Regions from separate parts of the Pan troglodytes genome. Here region 2 is linked to region 1. Evidence: chromatin contacts called from public HiChIP or PLAC-seq data. All regions are on one chromosome and are shown on one strand. The core of a region is the stretch at or near the end of the contact, and the rest is flanking DNA. Distances in the headings are between cores, read along the strand shown. Region 1 holds the start of SREK1 (splicing regulatory glutamic acid and lysine rich protein 1). Region 2 holds the start of NLN (neurolysin).

Region 1 (4,718 bases), core at 1,152-3,651:
ATTACTACCACCTCTTACCTTTGTTCATGACCTCATTATAGCTTATTCAGATTATTGCAATAACCTACCCAGTTTCTTTGCCTCTAGTCTGAACCCTTTCCAATGTATCTCCAGGTTGCAGTGACAGTTATCACTTTCTTTCTTTCCTTCCTTCCTTCCTTTCTTTTTTGAGACAGGGTCTTACTCTGTCACTCAGGCTGGACTGCAGTGGCACAATCACAACTCATTTTCACTGTAGCCTCAAACCCCCAGGCTCAAGCAGTCCTCCCGTCTCAGCCTCCCCAGTAGCTGGGACTACAAGCATGCACCACCATGCCTGGCTACTTTTTTGTTGTTATTGTTTGGTAGAAACGGGGTCTCTCCATGTTGCCCAGGCTGGTCTTAAACTTCTGGGCTCAAGCAATCCTCCTGCCCTACTCTCCCCAAATCCTGGGATTACAGGCATATGCCACCGCACATAGCCAGTCATTTTAGAACATGAATCTGATCAGGGTCACTCTTCAGCTCCGAGGTCTTCAGTGGCTCCCAGCTTATGATAAAGTAACCTCTACCGTGACAAATAATACCCTTCATAAAGGCTTATTCCTTTGCATGCATCTCTAGTCATTTTTAGCCCAGCAATAATAGACTTTGAATCTTCTGTACCTCACTCGAGCTCTCTTTTACCTTAACCCTGCCTTTGCACATTCTACATGCTCAGTCTGGAATGCCCTTCACTGCTCCTCCTTCCCTCCTTGCCTGGGTAATTCCTATTTGTTCAATATTCAGCTTAAGCAATATTTCTTCTGGGAAGTATGCCATTAGAACTAAGTTTAAGAGGCCCTCCTGTGTGCTCTGAATTCCCCCATGCTTATCCCTATGGTAATAATAATTCTCAAACATTTTGGTCTTGAGTCCCTTTACATTCTTAAAGATTATTAAGGACTGTAAAATGCTTTTATTACTATCCACATTATAAATTAAACCTGAGAAATTTGGTATTTTGAGATTCATTTAAAAATAATTATAAGCCCATTATGTTAATATAAATGACGCATTTTTTTCTTAGAAACCGAGATTGAAGGCAAAATGATGCATTTTTATGATAAAATATTTTTCCAAAAAATTGGTGAGAAGAGTGGCATTGTCTTACATTTTTCAAACCTTTTTAATGTCTGCTTTAATAGAAGACAGCTGAATTCTCCTATCTATGTATTCTTTATTTTTTTCCAACTTTTATTGTAGGTCCAGGGGTACATGTGAAGGTTTGTTACATAGATAAATTCATGTCATGGGGGTTTGTTGTACGGATTATTTCATCATCCAGGTATTAAGCCCAGTGCTCAATAATTTTTTCTGCTCCTCTCCCTCCTTCCACCCTCCACCCTCAAGTAGACCACAGTGACTGACGTTTCCTTCTTTGTGATCATGAGTTTTCTGTGTATTCGATCTGTTGTGATATGTTTTGGTTGAAATATATGAGGGAAATCTGATCTCATAAAGATAAGGTGTTGGAAAAGGGAAAACTACTTTATAGCCTTTCCAGATAGTTCTAGATATTATTCTTTGATACTGTACCAAACTTACATGTGGTAGTTTCTTAGCCTTCATTGCAGTGTGGACTGAATCTGAAACCACATCAATTAAGCACTGAAATCCATCAATCTATCTTGCACATACCAGAGGCTTTTTGCCTTTGTAATGGCACCCACTGGCCATTTGGAAAATAGGTGTCCACTAAGTTGTAAAGATCACAAAAATGTTGACATATTTCATAATATAGTCAAAAATAATTTGTTAATATAATGCTTCTTTTACTAGAAAAGTCTTTAAGTACTGGCAAGCTGTCAAGCTCAAGTTGGTGGATACAAGTGTAATAAAATTTGTATTTTTAGGTGAAAATTCAAAGAATTACACTAGTGCTTTTTCCGGAGACAACCGTTTCACTTGGGCATGTAGCGGCAGTAGTTCCCATTTTTTCACACATATTCTTTAAAAGACGTGTAAGCAAGGATGGATTTGAAAAAAAAATACAATTTTTAGTTACTTGTGAAGAACATTTTTAAAGTGAAACTAGCATATTTTAAGACCTTAAATGTTGTATGATGTGAAGAATACAAAATGCCACTACCAGTACAAGACTGGCGCCACTGCCTTGATTGCTGCTAAGGTGTCAGCAGTTTAATCTTTTACGTTACCAGTGCAAATGGCAACAAAGTGAAAAAGGTCAAGAAACTCTTAATATTATTATGAAAATCGTTTTGACCTTGCCAACTTTACTGAAAAGGTCTCGGTACCCTTAGGGATCTGCGGAGGGCATTTTGGGAGCAGCTGCCATGGACTCAACTACTGTTGTCTCTCATTAGGTTGCAAGTTCTATGTGAACTGTCTTTAACTGTCTGTTACGTGCCCTTGCCTAATAGTGCCTGGGACATAGCACTCAATAAACATCAACACCTGTGGAACGAGGGAATAAAAACAGGTTATAAACAACCCCTGCACAGCCTTCATCTTACTGGCTCTTTCCTTAATTCAACCTGAACCTACGCATTTTGTAAAATTTTGTTTTTTTCACAATTAGGACGCCTGCCAACTTTTAAAAATAGTTGGAGTTGGGGTGCTGCCTGTATGTGATAAGGCTGCACTATAGTTGGGTCAAGTGTTCTTCCGTGTTGTCCAAGAGTCATTCCTCCTTTACAGTCCCGCACCAGTAGGCCAGGCCGCTTGGTTTCCCAATCCGAGACCGGAAGGAACCGGGTAGACAGGAGCACAAGACTCTCATCGACTTTTGGGGAAAACAAAAACACCGAAAAAAATCCAGGCGGTGAAACGAGCAGCAACAGCCCCAGGGACCCGGGAGCTGGAGGCCGCAGCCGCGCGAGAACCACCGGGTTGCCGGGGCGACGCTTCCGGCTGGCGCGCGCAGCCCCGGGAGCAGGGGAGTTGTGAAATGGGCGGCTAGATCTGCCCGGCGCTGTGAATTCGCCAGCGGGAGCGCGCTCGCGGACGCGCATTCTCCGCTTTCCCGGCTCCGTCGCTGACGCGTCGTAGACGTTGGGGAGCGGGAAGGCAACGGCAGCGGGATCGGGATGAACAGCGGCGGCGGCTTCGGTTTGGGCTTAGGCTTCGGCCTCACCCCCACGTCGGTGATTCAGGTGACGAATCTGTCGTCGGCGGTGACCAGCGAGCAGATGCGGACGCTTTTTTCCTTCCTAGGAGAAATCGAGGAGCTGCGGCTCTACCCCCCGGAGTAAGTGCTGGAGCTCGGCTGGGGGAGGGGCGCGGGCGCCATAGAGACCTCGGGAGCCGAGGCGTGGAGGAGAGCGCGGACGCGGGCGCGCGGTGCATGTCACGTGATCTCCCGGGCTTACCTTGGTGCCCATATTTGATTAGGGCACCCGGGTTCCGCCGTCCTGCTCTCCTTAGTCGGATTTGGGGGTTTAACTACTGCACGGAGCCCTTACCAAGGATTTAGAATGGTTGCCCTTTCCGTGCCTCCGGGACTTGTGTTCGCTGCTGGGTCTTCGAATTCCGTGCACCCACCCTCTTATTTCCCCCCGAACTTAAGATGGCCGCAGGTGGGCCCGGAACAGCCCTCATGGCAAACGTCTCAGAGCGTTTTTCCACTCTGAAAATCGCGGAGACCGCGCCTGAGCCACAGTCCAGTTTTTTAAGGCCTTGGTGTCAGGCCGTTTTGCTGACGAGAAAGCCTGCTGCTGGTGACAAGATGGAACTGGGGCTGTGTTTGTTTCCCAGGACGGTCGCACAAACTTAGCATCTTGGTTTATCTAACCGAGCGCATCCATGTTCCCAAAGATCATGTCTGTTAGCCCTTTTGACAGCAGATTAAATTTTCCTCCTGAAAGGTCACACTGTCCCAAAGCTTTCAGAAAAAGTGTAAGTCGGTGCAGGGTTATCCCTCCCGTATACATTTAAAGTCCAGATCTTGGCTGGCATTCACAGCTCGCGGCCACTTCCCAGATAGTGTATTTTGGAATGGTAAAATTTCCCTCGTACGATATTATTTAGAAAACTCGCAAGGGGTTTGTAGGTTGTTCACATTCTTGCACACAAACTTTTTTTTTTTTAATGGTAGATCTTACAGTATTAAGATCCTCCGTTTTTTGTTCATTATATCAAAATCCTTTGAGGGAAGGGGTAATTGTTACCCAAGATTTATTTCTTTAAAAAAATTTTGATTTATTTCGTAGTGATGCATTTAGACCTATTTTTCTTTAGTTTTCTATCTTAGGTTATAACAGTGCTGTTGCATAACTATATAAAAGTTGTGTGGATATTTAAAATTTACTTTTTAAGTTTTTCTTCTCTGCTTTTTGTTTTGGAATATTTCATGCATACAGAAAAGTTGAAAGAGTAATACATTGAACATCCATGTTCCTTTTACGAGCATTTTGTCTATTTTTGGCTACAGTTGATTATTAAAGTTTCCCCAGTTATTTTAATAATGCTTTTTTGTCTGCTTTTGATCTAGTATGTAATTAGATACACTGTCTCCCTTGAATATGCCAAGTAATCCATGTATTAATAGTTATCTCCTTTAATCTAGGACAGTCCCGTCCCCTTTTAAAGATTCTAAAGTCGTGACATTGATATTTTGTTTTGTAGTTCATTTTGTCTTGTAAAATGACTCATAATCTGAGTTTATATAGATGAGATATATAGATGAGGTATATAGAGATATGTGTATATATATATCTTTATATTCGTGACGAGATTCA
Region 2 (4,718 bases), core at 1,059-3,558, 410 kb before region 1:
CTCACTAGTGGTATAATTATTAGACTTTTACATAGTGCTATTAAAATGACTCAGGTATTTTTATATATTATTTCTAAACTGGATGCTTTCCTATTAGGAAATGGAGACAACAAGATCTTCAGAGTATTAACAAGGATTTAAATCTCAGTTTTATCACATATCAGCTGTGTTATCTGGTTACTCTATTTGGTTTCATTTTCTTTTTCTTTTTTTTTTTTTTTTTGAGACAGGGTCTCGCTCATGGCCCAGGCTGGAGTGCAGTGGTGTGATCTTAGCTCACTGCAACCTCCACCTCCTGGGTTCAAGCCACCCTCCTGTCTCAGCCTCCTGAGTAGCTGGGACTACAGGCAAGTGCCACCACACCTGGCTACTTTTTGTATTTTTAGTAGAGACAGGGTTTTGCCATGTTGCCCAGCCTGGTCTTGAACTCCTGACCTCAAATGATCTACCTGCCTCGGTCTCCCAAAGTGCTGGGATTACAGGCATGAGCCACCAAGCCTGGCCCTGGTTTTATTTTCTCACTTGTTAAATGGGGATAATACTAACATAACAGTTGCTGTGAAGAAAAAATTGCCTATAATATGAACAGCATACTTCTGACATATAGTATTTGTTCAATAAATGAACAATAGTCCTCTTAATTTGTTGTTAAAACAAACAAAACAAGCTTCAGAAAATGGAAATACGATAATCTTATAGTCAGGCCTCTCTTCTTGAAAGATCAAAAAAAAATTCTGGTTATGTTACAATAGATCATCAAGTTGGGCTTACAGCTATTTTAGTCTTCGTTTATAATTATAATATAAATGAACACAAAGAGCAGATGTGTACCTTCCAAACTTTCTTGTTCATCCGAGGTGTAAGTGTCCATCTGACTTTGTTCCCGTAAGAAACGAATAACTGCATAAACCAGGTGCTTGATAGATGACATTTTAGAAGCTTAAACACTTTTCCTTGATAAGAAAAATGAAAACACTGAACTAAGTTATTTTAAAGAATCAGTCAGGAAAGTCATAAATTACAAAGATGATATGGGTTATAAACTGTATTAAAGGTAAAAACAAAACACAAAACTGTATGACCTTTCATCTTTTCTCTTTGTAAAGAGTCAGGAGAGCACAAAGTATTGTGAAGGTAATTTATTACATATTTTCATTAATACCCAGTGGTATACGAGTATGTTAAATCTTGGAATAAGTAAAAATGTCTTCAAAACATGTACAGCATAAGCTTAGACTGTCACTGCATATCTCACCATACAGAAATCCCCTAAAGGCCTCAGTACTAAGTTGAGAGGCATTTCATACTGCTGACTAAAAGCTGATCTATACCAAGCATCTTCCTCTCTTTCATGGGATCTAAAAAAAGTATTAATAATGTACACTCTACCCACTTTTGTACGTTGAGAGTTATTTGATGAGGAAACACATTCGCGAAAGGTTATTCAACTGGTGAGTGTCGTTCTTAATAAAAACGGCATTTCTATTTAATCAGCAGACATGTCAGGAAATCGCTGGCCAAGTCGATGGATACTACAAGCCGACCGGCGCTCCCTGCAGAGGCTGTGCTCTCGTGGACAAGCTGGAAGCTCCCGGTCATGTTCATTCACATGGAATACTATCGCATCCAAACAGTGGCGCAGGGCCAGGCGGCATTCATGGCTGATTTCCACCAAATCGCATCATCCATCTGCTCCCCAGGTTCCCTAATTCAAAGCCAGGGTGTGGTACCCGCCGCTATAATGTTTATTATTTGTGTAGTTATTTTAAAGGCGATGTCAGCCTCTAGGCCACGGGGTCATAAGCACTAAATAAGTCCCCAGGGCAGAAGGTAAAAACAGAATGGGGGGAAAAGGGGTGAGAAGAGGGAAAGAGATGCCCAGCCTAGTCCAGGCTTCTCCCCTTTCCTCTCCCCAGAGCGCATCGAGCTCCCCCTCCCTTCCATCCTCCCTCAGGTACCCGGCCTCGCCTCGGCCCTGCCCGGTGTGCAGCGGGTGCCGGTGCGGGCCTCGGTCCGGAGCGGCGGGAGGCGCACCCTTGCCAGACAGAAGCCCCCTTACCAAGCAGGAGGACGCGAGACGACTGCTGCTGGCCCGCGGGGTTCCGTAGGCAGGCCCGCCCGACCCCTGGTCCTCGGGGCTGGAGCCCGGCTCGGGATCGCAGCACTGGTCGCGGCGGCGCAAACTTCCCCGGCCCCCAGGCCGTCGACCCCAGAACCCACCAGGCTGTGCTCTCTCTCAGGCGGCAGGGTCTGGCCAGCACCGCCCCTGGGGCGGGGCCGGACGCGAGGGCTGGGGCGGGGCCAGACGCGCGGGCTGGGGCGGGGCACGGCGCGGGGCGGGGCTGGTAGGCGCCGGCGTGGAGCTGCCGCACGTGGGAGGGCGCTGGCCAGGCAGCCACTGTGGCCTCTGCGGCTAGGCCGGCTGGAGACTTCCGGGCGCCCAGGCGCTGCCGCCCGCCTCGCCGCCCCACGCCGAAGGACCACGCGCCCGCCGCCGCCAGCCTGTCAGCGCTCCCATGATCGCCCGGTGCCTTTTGGCTGTGCGAAGCCTCCGCAGGTACCTCCAGCGCGCGGGTTAACCTTGGCCGTGGGCAGGGCGGGGTCTTTCGCCGTGTGGTGCCTGGAGCCCGGACCCAGCCCTTCCCGACCGCGCCTCTCCGACGCTCCTGGGACGCACCCTCCCCGCGGCTTGCAAGGTGGACCCCTGGGGGACACCTGGCGCGGCCACCTGGGGCCACCTTTACCGCCTCCGCTCCCTCGGGAGGACGTCCATTCCTCTTTGTTTGGGACTGCCTCAGCCGCAGTCAGCGAGGCTGGTCACAGACGCGGCCCAAAATGAATGCAAATAGTTTGGATAAGAAAATCATTTCACGTTCAATCCCAATGCAGAACTACAGACCTGTCATTAAAAGTGCCGCAGCTGTGGACTCAGAGCAATTGTGTTTGCTCCTCGCGCCCATTATTAGCATTCCAATCGTTTAACATCCACCCGAGATGAAACCTCTTTGGTGGTGTTGCTTGTTTCCGTCCATGCTCTCTGACTTCCTTTTTTATTTTCCTCCTCCCCATAAAACAAACATTCTGCCTCTTGCCGGTGCAAATTGACTTGGCCCAAAATGGAGAAAATGATCGCTTGGACACGGCTTTGGGCAGCCTGAGCTGCTGTTTTGGATTGCTTCCTAGCCCTCTAACCACACCCCACTGCAACAGACCAGTAGCAAGATGGTGAGGGAATTAAATTCTTTGCACGGATGCACTGGTTTTCGGAAACAATGCCGCCACCATCCCCGTTTCCAAATCTGCCCAGAACTGTAAATCCAAATGAAGATTCAACAGAATAAAGAAAATGTGTGCTTCTTGCTAGCTATCAACAAAACTACTTTGTAACATGTCAGCATTTAAGCTTTCTACAGTTCCCTTTTGCACATTGCCACTCGTCTGTGTGGATGGAGCTTTGTGTTGCTCAGTCCGTAGAGTTAGGGAGCAGGCAGGCGACAGTGGTTAATTACAAAGAGTTAATGTGGTGATTGGTGACCATATTTCAGCCTGTCGTTTTTTGCTAGTCTCCAGGCTGCAATCGATATAGCTGTCAAATGAAGTTATACCAAGAAATGAAGACTTCACATAATGCAGGGGTGAGAGGAGGGAATAAATCTTCATATAAGAGCAATTCTCGGCCGGGCGCTGTGGCTCACGCCTGTAATCCCAGCACTTTGGGAGGCCGAGGCGGGTGGATCACGAGGTCAGGAGATCGAGACCATCCTGGCTAACACGGTGAAACCCCGTCTCTACTAAAAAATACAAAAAATTAGCCAGGCGTGGTGGCGGGCGCCTGTAGTCCCAGCTACTCGGGAGGCTGAGGCAGGAGAATGGCATGAACCCGGGAGGCGAAGCTTGCAGTGAGCCGAGATTGCACCACTGTACTCTAGCCTGGGCGACAGAGCAAGACTCCGTCTCAAAAAAAAAAAAAAAAAAAAGAACAATTCTCAAACTTTTTATTCTCAGGACCCCTTTACCTTTCAAAAATTACCGTGGACCTAAGAGCTTCTGTTTGTATGGTATATCTGTCTATATTTACCATATTAGACATTAAAGCTGGAAAAAATTTAAAGTAGTTGTTAATTTACAAAACTAATAAATAGGCTACGTGCACAAATAATGATTTTAATGAAAAATAACTGTTTTCCAAACCAACCCCCCCGCCCCCCAATCAGTGAGAAGATTAACATTGTGGGTTTTTTTCCCTTTTTTTAAAAAATTGTGGTAAGATATAACAAAATTTACCATTTTGATAATTTTTAAGTGTACAATTGAGAGGTACAGCCAACACCACTGTCCATCTCCAGAACTTGTCATCATCCCAAACTGAAACCCTGTACCTATTACACAATAACTGCCCATTACTTCCTCCCCCAATCCCTGGTTAACCATTATTTTTTCTCAATGAATTTGAGTATTTCAGGTCTCTTATATAAGTGGAATTAGACAATATTTGTCCTTTTGCGTCTGGTTTATTTAGTATAGCGTTTTTAAGGTTTATTCGTTTTGAAGCATGTGTCGGGATTTCCTTTTTAAAACTGAATAATATTTCATTGTATGTATATACCACATTTTGTTTATCCATTTGTCAGTGGACATTTGGGTTGCTTCCACCTTTTGGCTATTGTGAATACTACTACTATGATCATTAATGTGCACATGTCTGTTTGAATCCCTGC

Evidence for each region. HiChIP or PLAC-seq counts read pairs in DNA pulled down with a chosen protein or histone mark.
Region 2: a contact with region 1 is called in an H3K4me3 HiChIP or PLAC-seq map of stem cell-derived excitatory neurons, with 5 times the contacts expected there. The contact joins the promoter of NLN here to the promoter of SREK1 in region 1. A contact is called at or near these places in 1 of 7 Hi-C or Micro-C datasets (stem cell-derived neural progenitor cells) and 1 of 1 datasets of contacts at active chromatin or transcription factors (stem cell-derived excitatory neurons).

Annotation. Positions count from the first base shown.
Region 1 is chr4:48,499,377-48,504,094 of NHGRI_mPanTro3-v2.0_pri, reverse strand. SREK1 (splicing regulatory glutamic acid and lysine rich protein 1) reads left to right here and starts at 2,401. Exons shown (of 12, transcript XM_009449070.5): 1 at 2,401-3,229. The coding sequence starts at 3,069.
Region 2 is chr4:48,913,272-48,917,989 of NHGRI_mPanTro3-v2.0_pri, reverse strand. It overlaps NLN (neurolysin), which reads left to right and starts at 2,308. Exons shown (of 13, transcript XM_001163138.8): 1 at 2,308-2,557. The coding sequence starts at 2,517. SGTB (small glutamine rich tetratricopeptide repeat co-chaperone beta) reads right to left here and starts at 2,316. Exons shown (of 11, transcript XM_526906.9): 1 at 2,060-2,316; 2 at 832-953. The coding sequence starts at 931.